Regions from separate parts of the Mus musculus genome. Here regions 1, 2 and 4 are each linked to region 3. A link is a contact called in public HiChIP or PLAC-seq and promoter capture Hi-C data. All regions are on one chromosome and are shown on one strand. The core of a region is the stretch at or near the end of the contact, and the rest is flanking DNA. Distances in the headings are between cores, read along the strand shown. Region 1 holds the start of Csf1 (colony stimulating factor 1 (macrophage)). Region 2 has its middle 24 kb from the start of Eps8l3. Region 3 holds the start of Cyb561d1 (cytochrome b-561 domain containing 1). Region 4 holds the start of Elapor1 (endosome-lysosome associated apoptosis and autophagy regulator 1).

Evidence for each region. Promoter capture Hi-C pulls out the DNA fragments that hold promoters and counts their contacts. HiChIP or PLAC-seq counts read pairs in DNA pulled down with a chosen protein or histone mark.
Region 1: a contact with region 3 is called in a promoter capture Hi-C map of liver, with 2.2 times the contacts expected there. The contact joins the promoter of Csf1 here to the promoter of Cyb561d1 in region 3. A contact is called at or near these places in 3 of 39 promoter capture datasets (the 3T3-L1 cell line, embryonic stem cells and liver) and 1 of 115 datasets of contacts at active chromatin or transcription factors (pancreatic cancer cells).
Region 2: a contact with region 3 is called in an H3K4me3 HiChIP or PLAC-seq map of bone marrow-derived macrophages, with 4 times the contacts expected there. The contact joins the enhancer-like site here to the promoter of Cyb561d1 in region 3. A contact is called at or near these places in 3 of 39 promoter capture datasets (the 3T3-L1 cell line, neutrophils and pre-B cells), 4 of 115 datasets of contacts at active chromatin or transcription factors (bone marrow-derived macrophages, effector CD8 T cells, memory CD8 T cells and 1 more) and 1 of 9 other capture datasets (adipose tissue).
Region 4: a promoter capture Hi-C map of neural stem cells shows a contact between it and region 3. The contact joins the promoter of Elapor1 here to the promoter of Cyb561d1 in region 3. A contact is called at or near these places in 2 of 39 promoter capture datasets (liver and neural stem cells), 1 of 115 datasets of contacts at active chromatin or transcription factors (pancreatic cancer cells) and 2 of 9 other capture datasets (adipose tissue and liver).

Annotation. Positions count from the first base shown.
Region 1 is chr3:107,759,032-107,761,731 of GRCm38.p6, reverse strand. Csf1 (colony stimulating factor 1 (macrophage)) reads left to right here and starts at 1,263. Exons shown (of 9, transcript NM_007778.4): 1 at 1,263-1,707. The coding sequence starts at 1,669. All of the region lies in intron 1 of Gm40121 (a long non-coding RNA gene), which reads right to left.
Region 2 is chr3:107,851,986-107,854,685 of GRCm38.p6, reverse strand. No RefSeq gene overlaps it. Among named protein-coding and RNA genes, the nearest start is that of Eps8l3, 24 kb to the left of the region's middle. Within about 2 kb of position 1,280, at least 68 of the 459 cell types and tissues checked have an H3K27ac peak or open chromatin away from gene starts, as enhancers often do. A contact at or near this core is called in bone marrow-derived macrophages, effector CD8 T cells, memory CD8 T cells and 1 more, where this site is marked.
Region 3 is chr3:108,199,421-108,202,120 of GRCm38.p6, reverse strand. Cyb561d1 (cytochrome b-561 domain containing 1) reads left to right here and starts at 1,287. Exons shown (of 3, transcript NM_001081320.2): 1 at 1,287-1,494; 2 at 1,959-1,996; 3 at 2,406-2,700. The coding sequence starts at 1,347.
Region 4 is chr3:108,535,282-108,538,160 of GRCm38.p6, reverse strand. It overlaps Elapor1 (endosome-lysosome associated apoptosis and autophagy regulator 1), which reads left to right and starts at 1,620. Exons shown (of 22, transcript NM_001346518.1): 1 at 1,620-1,865. The coding sequence starts at 1,713. 1700013F07Rik (RIKEN cDNA 1700013F07 gene) reads right to left here and starts at 577. Exons shown (of 5, transcript NM_029314.1): 1 at 462-577. The coding sequence starts at 542.

The sequences.
Region 1 (2,700 bases), core at 14-2,513, 440 kb after region 3:
CAGTGGTTCTAAACCTTCTCAATGCTGAGACCTTTCAATACAGTTCCTCATGTTGTGGTGGCGCCCCAACCACAAAATTATTCCATTGCTACTTCACAAGTGTAATTTTGCTACTGTTATGAATCATAATGTAAAGCATATGATATGCAGGATATCTGACTTGTGACCCCCCAAAGAGGTTGCCACCCACAAGTTGAGAACCACCAGTTTAAAATAATGTAGAGAATGAATGAATGAATGAATGAATGCCAACTTAACTGGGAGGAATGGGTTGCGTCCAGTGGGAACACAGAAAGAAGGAATTATCCATCAGCCTGAAGCATCCCAGAAGGCTTTGCAAGACAAGGATAAGATGTGATTATAACCTTAAAAGGTGAGACATTCACCTTAAGATGGATGGGGGAAAGGAAGACTTCATGTCCGAGGAAGCAGCCTGAGCAAAGGTTTATGAGGGACGTTGTTGCTCTGAGCTAGGTAGTGCAAGGAAATGGAGGACACGTGACAAAAGTGCCCCTTTGAGACCAGACCACTCATCTGGGCATGACGGGATTGAAACACATTGAATCAGGATAAATGGAAGGAAGAAAAAGATCCTGACGTTGGCAATATAATTAATAGGCTCCTCTTGATAGGTTAATCTAGATCCATTCTCATGTAAAGACAAAATGTGATTGCACAAATGCATTTCCAACAGAGTTGAGGGAAATCTAGAGTCCAGGCACACCAACCTTTCCACATAAGCTGGGTTTGGCAGCCCAGGAGCAGGGGGCCAGCCAGTGCTTTCAGGTTAAGCACCTGAAGTGTCTCCTGGCAGAGTGCAGAAACACCCAGCTAGTTGTCACAGGACCAAGTCCTTCCTCTCCTACCCAGGTAGCTGGATGCTCCCCACTTCTCCCTACAGCCAGGGGAGAGGATAGTATAGTAGTATAGTAGATTCTTTGAACAATGCATAGGAGGGAGCAAGCCAATCTGCAAACCTGCTGCCCTGGGTTCCATGAGGGACTTGAATGGAGCTGCAGCAGAGAGGCGTTGGTCCATCCCCATTCAAGTCCTGTTCAATGTACTCTGTCCGTTTCCTGCTCAGATTTGAGGATTTTCGGGCCTTGAGGGAAAGTCCCTAGGGGCCAGCATTAGACCGAGAACAATCACACGAGATTGACAAGAGTGGCGAGCACAGAAGGAAAGGCAGTGTCTTGTCCAGAGCTCGAGAAGGGCGGGGGAGGGCGGTGGAGCCCGGGTTACTTTGAGGAGGCTGCACAGCCACAGAGCGACGGGGAAGAGAGCTAGCGGGGACGACCAGGCGGCCCGCTTGGGGGAAGGGAGTCGGCGGCTCAGTGGGCCTCTGGGGTGTAGTATGTGTCAGTGCCTGTGAGTGTGTTTGTGTGTGTGTATGTCTGTGTGTGTCTGGCGGAGAGCCAGGGTGATTTCCCATAAACCACATGCCCCGCCAGCCCGCCCGCTTAAAAGGCTGTGCCGAGGGCTGGCCAGCGAAGCTCGGCCAGGGGAAAGTGAAAGTTTGCCTCGGTGCTCTCGGTGTCGCTGCGGCTCTCTGCATCCCAGGACAGCGGCGTGGCCCTCGACCGGGGCGCGGGCTCTTCAGCCACTAGCGAGCAAGGGAGCGAGCGAACCAGGGCGGCCAACACGCCGTGCCGGGACCCAGCTGCCCGTATGACCGCGCGGGGCGCCGCGGGGCGCTGCCCTTCTTCGGTAAGCTGCAACCGTGGCGCGCGGGGCCCGGGCCGGGCTGGGGCAGGAGCTCTGCAGCAAGCAGCAGGCGGCTCTGCGGGGCCACTTGGAGCGGACAGCCCCTTCTCGCCAGCTGCCCAGGCTTCTCGGCCCTGGGTTCTGGCTTCCTTACTGCTTCTAAGCTACGGCTGAGGCCCGCGGTATTTCAATAGCTGCTCCTGGGGCTGCAGCGCTTTGCGAGGTAAAGAGAAGGCTGCTCATCCCATTGCACGGAGGAGAACACTGAGCTACCCACAGGCTGGAGAGAGAGATGGGGGTCTGGGGGGGGGGGGTATCGCAGGGATTGGCACAGGCCCAATGTCTGCCAGAATGGTCAACCAGGTCTCCAGGTTCCGAGTGACACAAGATCCGAGTGTGGCATCATCCCCAGTAGATATCTTTCTTTGGTTGTTGCACATGTTTTAGGCCCCAGTTGGGAGTGGGCCTTCAGGGTAGGGAAAATTCAGGCTCACTCAGCTTTACACCAGGACCTGTGCTGAGCAACCTGTTGGCAGAGAGAGAGAGAGAGAGAGAGAGAGAGAGAGAGAGATGGGCATGCTGCTACTTGTTCAATGGATGTGTAGGAACTATTAGGGACTTGGGTGGCTCTTTGAGGGGAGCTGGACCCGAATCTTTTCTTGAAGAAAATGAGATGGGGCTATTCTAGACTCTGCGGCTGACTGAGGAAAGAAAGTGCAAGGAGAGTTCAGAGCTGCAGCTGATAATGGGCTGCTCAGAAGCTGTCTCCAGTAATGGCAGCAGATGATAGCATGGCTCTTACAGAGTGAAGGATGGTACTTTCAATCCACAGCAAGTGGGTTTGCTTCAGAAGAGAATGAGAGGGAAAACCTGGAGGGTAGGAACCGAACTTGTGATGGGCAGCGCGTTGCAGGTGTCTGGGAGGAGAGAAAAGTAGAACAGCAGAGAGAGGGGCTCAGTGAGAGGCAGAAGGTGGGGTTAGGAGGAGGGGAAGGG
Region 2 (2,700 bases), core at 31-2,530, 350 kb after region 3:
TCAACCTCCGGGCTTCATCCAGGGATCCCTCCTTGTACTTTAGCAGCTTCTGAGGCCACTTCCCTGACCACCATCTTTTGGGCCATCCATTTAAGACAGCAGCTTCTATCCTGGCTTCTTCTTGATTATCCTATTCCCAACTGCTTTGTCCAGGAGTCCAGAAATGCACTTCATGCTTCTAGAAGCATTCAGTGCTTCTAGAGCATAAAGACAAAAAGTAGCTCTCAAGTGCTGGGCTTCCCCCTTGCCTTCTCCCTGATATCCAGGTATTGGGGAGAAAATCACAACAGGATGTCCCACTGGAGCCCGTCTCTTCTCTGTTCTGAGTCTGGGCTGCTTTGCTGGCCCACGGGCAGGTGGACGGACATTGAGGCTGACCATCAAGAGATCTGGGAGTGGAAGATATGGCATCGCTGTAGGGATGATCGTGTTGTAGGGTGTAGAAAGGAGATGGAGCCCCACCTCAGCATGAGGGATAAAAAGGGACCAAAGCTCTAATGTGGTCTGCAGGGATAAAGCAGGAGCCCCAGCAAGCGCAGCACTGGAGGAATAGCCACAGATGGTCCTGGACCGTCTTGAGCAATAGCCCTGGGAGTAGCTGAGAAAATAGCCTCTGTCGTTGTCCTTGGCCGCCTCTGCAAGGTCCCCATGGCTATGTTATACACGGGTTGGTACAGGGCCCACTTCCTCTTCTGACCACGTGTGACTCCCTCAGTAAGGTCTTCATTCCAGTTCTTAAGCAGAGGTACCAAAGCTGGGCTCTCCACACAGACCTAGGGATTGTTGAACAGTCAAAGAGAGAAACAGCTTTGAGAAGACGGTGCGTTCTTCCAAGTACATGGATGCCTCTTGACTTACAACGGGTCTGGTTTCCAGTAAGTTTATCGTACATTGAGAGTGTCATTGAAGATGCAGTTCATATACCCAGCCTCCCCAAAACCATGGCTTAGCAACTCAGTACACTGTAGGGTCTCATTGTTGCTTGCCACCATCACATGGTTCACTAGGAGCTGTGGCTGCCTGTCACTTCCCAGCCTCACCAGAGAGGGCCAGATTACATATCCATAGTCACGGGAAAAGACCCACATTCAAAGTGTGTTTTCTGTTGTATTGTGTGCATTGCTTTCATAGCACTAAGCTAGACAGCCACTGTAAGTTTGGAACCGTCTGTAGTCGATTGGATAGTTTATAATTAAATTACGAGTCAAAAATATCCACTTCTGAGATGCCTGTTTCTTCTCACGGTTGCCAAGACAACTGGTCCTGTTTAGAGCATACTGTGTACCAGGTACTTCAAAAGTCTCTGTCACTCTTTAATGTTCAGGATGTGGGTGCTTTTTGGTCACCATTTTAAAGGTGACAAAACCGAAACAAAGAAAGCACCTTTCCCAAAGTCAGGCACAGAACCAGCAAAGCTGGAAAAGGAACCGCCAGCCACATCTCCCTACCCCAAAGGCCTTCAGCAACAGAGTCTGCACTTTTGCAGCATCCAGAGTACACACATGCAGAGCCCAGGACCCAGGCTTCCAAGGAGGAGTTCTCCAGGCCTCCATCAGGTACCCTTCTCATATCCCATAGCAGTGTGGACACCAGGGCAGCAAAGGGGCGGGGCAACCACAGCCCACGAACCCTAGGGGCTCGTGAGTTTCCACTGCCCACCAGCAGGTTTCACAAGCCTTCTGACGTTGACAGGGTGTCCTAAATGGGGAGAGCAGGAAGCTCAGAGCCCTGTGGTCTGCCGGCATTGCTCAGAGTTTCCTGGGCTGAGTCTTTCCGTGGGGCCTCCACGGGGCTCTGCCAGTACCCCCATCCTGAGGCTTTGTGGGTCTCATCTGGCTCTGAGAGATATATTCCCCTGTCTCCAAGTCAGAGGGCTCTGCATCTGGGTGCTAATCCTCAGAGGCCCCTGAATCTGCCAGTGGTCGTAAGGTGGCTGATAGTTTATAGGGACCAGTTCTACCAGGTGGAGCGGGGACTTTCAGTCAATAGACCTGAGTCCTTCAGATTCAATGCTACTGGCATTGTAGTCACAGGCAGGGGTCTTATCGCCCAAACTCCTGCCTTCATCCACTTTCCAAGAGGTGCAGAACACTCAGCAACAGAAAAGTGCCTCAAGGACTGGTAGGTCTGGCAGAACCCTGGCCTGCCCCACAACCTGCCTGTCTTCCTTCTGAAAACTTCTCAGAGGCTGGGTTTCTAGGTCTCTGCAGAAGAGAGGAAAGACATGCTAGGGGAAGATAGTACCAGAGGCAAGCCGGGGGTGGGGGTGGGGGGGGAGAGGATAACGGGATCAATCTGGATCTGCACTGGGCTCTCATATTAATTCATTTCTAGGAGGGAGGGATCCTTACCCTATTTTATAGATGAGGTCCAGAGCACTAAACACATTGCTCAGTGTTACAGAGCTGGAAAATGGGAACATAGGCAATCTGGAATGAGGATAAATGGAGACAGGGGTGGTGACACTGGAAAGGATGGGAGAGTTACCAAAGGCTGGACACATCCATCCTGCTTACTGCTGCAGGGCAGTGTCCGGCGCAGGGCTTGGAATACAACGGAGACTCTACACACACGCTTCTGAGGTGTTGACCCATTGCTGATCTGGAGACACACTACACTTAGAAAGGGATGCTCGAGTTGTGGGACTGGAGGTCAGAGTGGGACCCCACACTGCTGTCCTCAGGCAGCCAGGCTCTTTTC
Region 3 (2,700 bases), core at 38-2,537:
CGCAGCTCCAACCCGAGAGGCTGGGATGACAGGCAGTGTACACCCCAGCACACACACACTGCACACAGAAACCTGGAGCTGGCATCCCTGGGAATCTTCTCAGAGAGGATGATAAGGCATATGACGCTGAGTGAGCAGGCACCCCAGAGGCTTAAGAGCGACAACTATGGTTCCACTGGGAAAGAACTGAGAGGGAAGGGGTCTCACACCTGACGCCATCCTTGGGTTTTTGTCCTGAGGGTTTGTGGGAGTTAGCTTATGGCCCCTTTCTGGTTTTCTAGCTACTCTGGGCTTCCATCCCTCTACAAATGGCTGTTCTTGCCCTTCCCATGTCTTAAAACCAGCCTTAGTTCCTCAGCCATGCAGAGGTTGAGCTTGGCGATCACTGCTCTAGAAGTGCTGGACAGCTTTTTTTTTTTTTTTTTTTTTAATTATGGTGTCTGTGTGTGGGTATGCGCATGTGATGCCTGCGGAGGCGAGACGTGTGGGATCCCCCTGTAGCTAGTTACAGTCAGCTGTGAGCCCCCTGAGCAAGAGGAATATGCACTCTTAACCACAGAGCCATTTCCCTACCCACTGGACAGCTCATTCTGGTCTCTTCTGTGAGTTTGCCCTGAACGGAGTAAAGCTTCTCCCATATAGAACTCTTTAGGTTGGGTCATACCTTTTTGGAGGTAATAGTGTAGCAGAACTTGGGGTTGTGGAAAGCTCTGGTTCTACTGTGGCGGCAGCAAAGGCTGAAAGTGCCCCATGGATCTGGAATATTTTGAGGGGGCAGCGTGGGAGGGAGGGGATGGGGAGCAACTACGCCTGTAAGCAGGGATGATGAGATTGCTTCTTTTGGTTTTCATACCTGAAGTCATCAGATTAGATCACTAGGTTTTGGCTTTTCATTTATGTTAATACAGGGAGAAATCTTGTCTCTTGAACAAGCCAGAAATGTCTGAGAAGTAAGCAGTCCAGGGAATCCAGTACTTCTAGAAAGCTGCTCAGAACACTGGTTTCATGCTCTTGGGTCAGCGAATCAAGTGTGTGATTTGGGATTTCGCTGGTATCAGTTGCTACCGATGTAATTTTCGCAGACCTCTTGAGATACCCTTATAGACACAAAGATAGAATGAAGGTGGGTTGGGAGCTCGATTAGGTCAGTGGAGGTTTCCGGGAGCCGCCCTTTGGGGCCGAGGCGCTTCCCCCCCACTCTACAGAGGGCGCTGTGGGCACCTCCGCCACACGGCCCCGCAGCTTCCCCGGGGAGGAGCCTCTCCTGTAGCCGCCGCCGCCTCCGCGATAGCAAACCCGGAAGAAGCCTCTGGTAGCTGGATTGTGCCGGCCGGCCTGGCACTGCTATGCATTCCATGGAGGTAGGTCTGGTTCCCGCTCCAGCGAGGGAGCCGAGACTGACCCGCTGGCTGCGGAGAGGCAGTGGGATCTTGGCGCACCTGATAGCTTTGGGCTTCACCATCTTTCTGACTGTGCTGTCCCGGCCCGGAACCAGTGAGTGTGCGAGGCGAGGTGGGGCGGGGCCAAAGAAGGGGCGGAGCCTAGGCGCTGGAGGGGCCGCTTTGGGCGCACTGGGAGACTGGAAACCTGGACCCTCAGCTGAGGAGGGGCGGGTCCGGGAGTGGTTGTAAAAGCGTAGTAGGCGGGTTCCCGGAAGTCCAGGGAGGGTGGGGCTTGAAAAGACAGAACTGATACTTCCTTAGGAGGCCCTACATGGAAAAGCGTTAGAGGGTCCTGGGCAGGCTAAGGTACTCTAGGGACTGGGCTGCAGCAAGTGCAATCCCCAGGCCAAGGGGGTGTAAGGGCCCCTTGACTCCTCCCTTTGTGGTGAGCTCCTGATTCTTGTTTAGGTTTAAGATGATATGCTGACCTTGTGGCCCGGTCTTTGTCATTTACAAACCACGGGACAGTATCAGTGAAGCCCAGCCGTCAGCCTATTCTCTTTGATTCTTACTTAGGTCTTTTCTCCTGGCACCCTGTGTTCATGGCCTTGGCGGTGAGTTCGGATATTCTTAGATTAACTCTTGGGGAGACATTCAGTTTTTCAGCCTAAGGGTCAGAGAGATGGGTTTAAAGAGGGCTTCATCTTTCCCTAAAACCTATAGGATTGGGGAAAGTGGAGTAAAGTGTCAGGTGGCTGAGAAGGTCAGGGAAAGGGGGAACAGAAGATATTTCTCCTCTAGTGCCTAAAAGGAAGACGCAAGAAGGATGTTTATCAAGGCTTTGTCCTCAGAACTCAGTAGAAAGTTCTCAGTAGAATGTTTGCTGTTCTGTGGTCCAGAAAGGATGTGTGTGAGGCTGCAAGTCCTTAGCTTCCCCGTGTCCTTCTGAATGTGTGAGAAGACCTCCTTTTCCTTGCGCTCCATGTAGACTAGAGGCTCACTGGCCTTTCCTTATGATTACAGTTCTGTCTCTGCATGGCTGAAGCTATTCTACTCTTCTCACCTGAGCACTCCCTGTTCTTCTTCTGCTCTCGAAAAACCCGGATTCGACTCCACTGGGCAGGGCAGACCATGGCCATCCTCTGTGCTGTCCTAGGCTTGGGCTTCATCATTTCCAGCAAGATCCGAAGTGAGATGTCCCATTTGGTGTCCTGGCACAGCTGGATAGGAGCCTTGACACTGTTGGCCACTGGAGGACAGGCACTGTGTGGGCTCTGCCTCCTCTGTCCACGAGCAGCCCGGGTCTCAAGGGTGGCTC
Region 4 (2,879 bases), core at 371-2,870, 340 kb before region 3:
TAGGAAAAAGATGGTGTATATTTCCACTGAACATAACTAAACACACACACGTATACAAATGTGTTCTTGCATCAGCCAGAGGCCAGAGGTACCATGAAGACTTGCTTGAAGTATGACCTGGTGTCTTTCAGAGATTTTCTTCCATTCTACCTCTCATCTGTCTTTGGAGTACACATGCCAAGCCAAGACAAAAGGGTAGCTTGGTGGAACCCTGACTATTATTATATTTCCCCATCATTTATATTCCCCATCACTGCTTTGACAGACCTTGTTCTACATTAGAGCTCAGTTCCCTTCCCTCTGCTCAAAACCACTTCCAAAACGTTATCAGACGCAAATAGCGGACCTAGGAGACAGGCAGAAAACAGATTTCTTTGATACTTGGTGATCTCATCAGAGTTAGGTTACCAAGAATTTCCTGCAGGCCCCACTGGGAATTTGCTGAGGAAACCTCAATGTACCTTAGAAGCCCACAGATTTCCCAAATGTTTGTCTTCGTCGCGTAAGGCAGGGTTCGAGAAAGTTTCCTGAGGCTGAAGCATGTTTAAAGGCCCAGAGACGCACGCTTACTCCCTGGAGACTAGTGCAGCCTCAGCACGACCTGGTTCGCAGAGGATCCCGGGTCCCAATTGTTTGGAACGCCCAATTTTTAGTTGCTAGGCAGCTATCCCTCCAGTTATGACAGATGTATTCTGATGCGCCACCTGGCGGTTCAACTAAGAAGGCTCCTTGAGAGGAGGCTGCTGTGAATGGAGGGAAGGCGACCTGGATACGCACTCTGGAGCCTCTGTTGGAAAACGCTGGCTTCCCAAGGCATGGGATTTCTGCGAAAGCTGACGAAAGAAACACTAAAAGATGACCCAAATGTTTCCTTCTCGCTTTCACCTAAAAGAGAGCTTCCCCATTTTCAAATCAACGAGAGTAAGAGAATGTCAATATATATATATATATATATATATATATATATATATATATATATATATATATATATATATATATATCTCAAAGATCTCACGTGTCCTACTTGCAAAACTGTCGATTAGGTCACACTCCTTGCTGTTTAACTATGCAGACGTCATGGTTGCTCACTGAGACGGCTGTAAAAACGTGGATGGATTTGGTGGGGAGGAAGGATGGAACTAGTTTTTGCAGTTAGTGCTGGGGCCACTCTAGGAGACCATCCCTGGAAGATAACGAAGACGCCTGTCTTCCCCTAATCGTTTTACATGCCATGTTTACAAAATAAGATATGCTTAGAAATAGCCCCCTGCCCGGAAGAGTAATAGGTGCGAAATGAGCTGCTGCAGATGTTTTGGAGGGTTTCTCTACTGCGTGCTTTACGTAAGCCTGTTCGGTTAGTTGCAAACCCTGGCTCGTGCACTCCCACGCCGCGCGCCAGCGGTGGCGGCTGCCATGGAGACCGGCAGGTGAGCCGCACAGGCGCGCGTGGTCCCTGCCCCACCCGCGCTGAGCGAAGAGGATGCGGTTGTCAAGGCGACATGGATAGGAGGAGGAGAGGACCGAGGGAGGAAGAAGGATGGGCTGCCTTGGCGTAGCCGCAGGGAGGTGACTGAAGCGAGTCCAGCCCCTTGCATCCTCCCCCTGTGTACCTCCCTCCTCTTTTTTTTTTTTTTTTTTTTTTTCCTCCTCTGCCAGCATAAGCAGCCACCGCAGCACCTGAGCCGCTACTGCCGCTGGCTCAGGACAGCGCTATGGCAGAGCCTGGTCACAACCCCCATCCTTCTGCCAGAGACGGAGGAAAAACTGAAAGGCGCACACCCCGGCTTCTGTGGCTGTTGCTTTGGGCTGGGACCACCTTCCAGGTGACCCTGGGAACCGGACCCGAGCTTCACGCCTGCAAAGAGGTACTGTCCACTCCACCCCCTTGACCTGATCTCACTTTGGGAAAAAAAAAAAAAAAAAAAAAAAAGAGCTAAAAAGCCTAGATCCAGATAGAGACCTTGGAGATCCAGTCACAGTTTCAGGGGCCATAGAGTTCAATTTTTTTCTAGGGATGAGTAGGAGCTGGAGCGAGGGAAGCAGGCTGGTGTCGTCATGGGGGAGGCCAGCCCATCGGAGGACTCCTAAAATAGATCACCCTCAGGAGCTCTCAGCAGCTCTGGCTCAGGGAGTAAGGTCCGAAAGAGTGACAGTTCTCAGAAAGAAAGAGAAAGAAGACAGTAGCTGCTTCCCAGATGGGTGAAATTACCTAGAGAGTGATTGGAAACATCGAGAGACCAAACAGAAAGAGGAAAGGAGGGAACTGGGATAAAAGTAAAGTTAAGGACTGGTAGTAGACTGGGGTCAGAAGCCCTTGGGTCTGAGGGTGGGAAGCTCGGGAGACCAGCCGTAGGATCCTACCTAGTAAGTGCCCTCTGTGTTAACATCCAGTTGCTCGCAGCTGCTGGCTGAGGCCCTCCTGGAACGCTTTGCCTGTTCCCTTGCACACTTTGGTTAGTGTTTAGCACATGTCCCACCTTCTCTAGATTTTGAATTCTACAACATATCCCCCCCCACTCTTTCCTTTGAACTTATGTTAGCATATGCCACAAGTCCTTTTCAAGGTGTCTCTAAAATGTTAACAACATAATTCACAAAAGAGGTAGTGAATGTCTTCTAACAACCACAACAACAAAAATGATTTTGAAAATTGGTTTTTGGGGGGACATATGACAAGACAATAGGAATACCAAAGTTAAATAGTTTTGGTATTAGTGAAATAACGATATTTGGTTTGTGCTGTAAGTGACTTAAAAACATATGGTAGAGACAACATTGAAATATTTACAAAAAGTATATTGGGGAAGGCAGAATAAAATTTATGCAGAATGTGAGAGATTTGAAAACATGTCAAAAGTCTAGCACTGTAGGGGAGATGC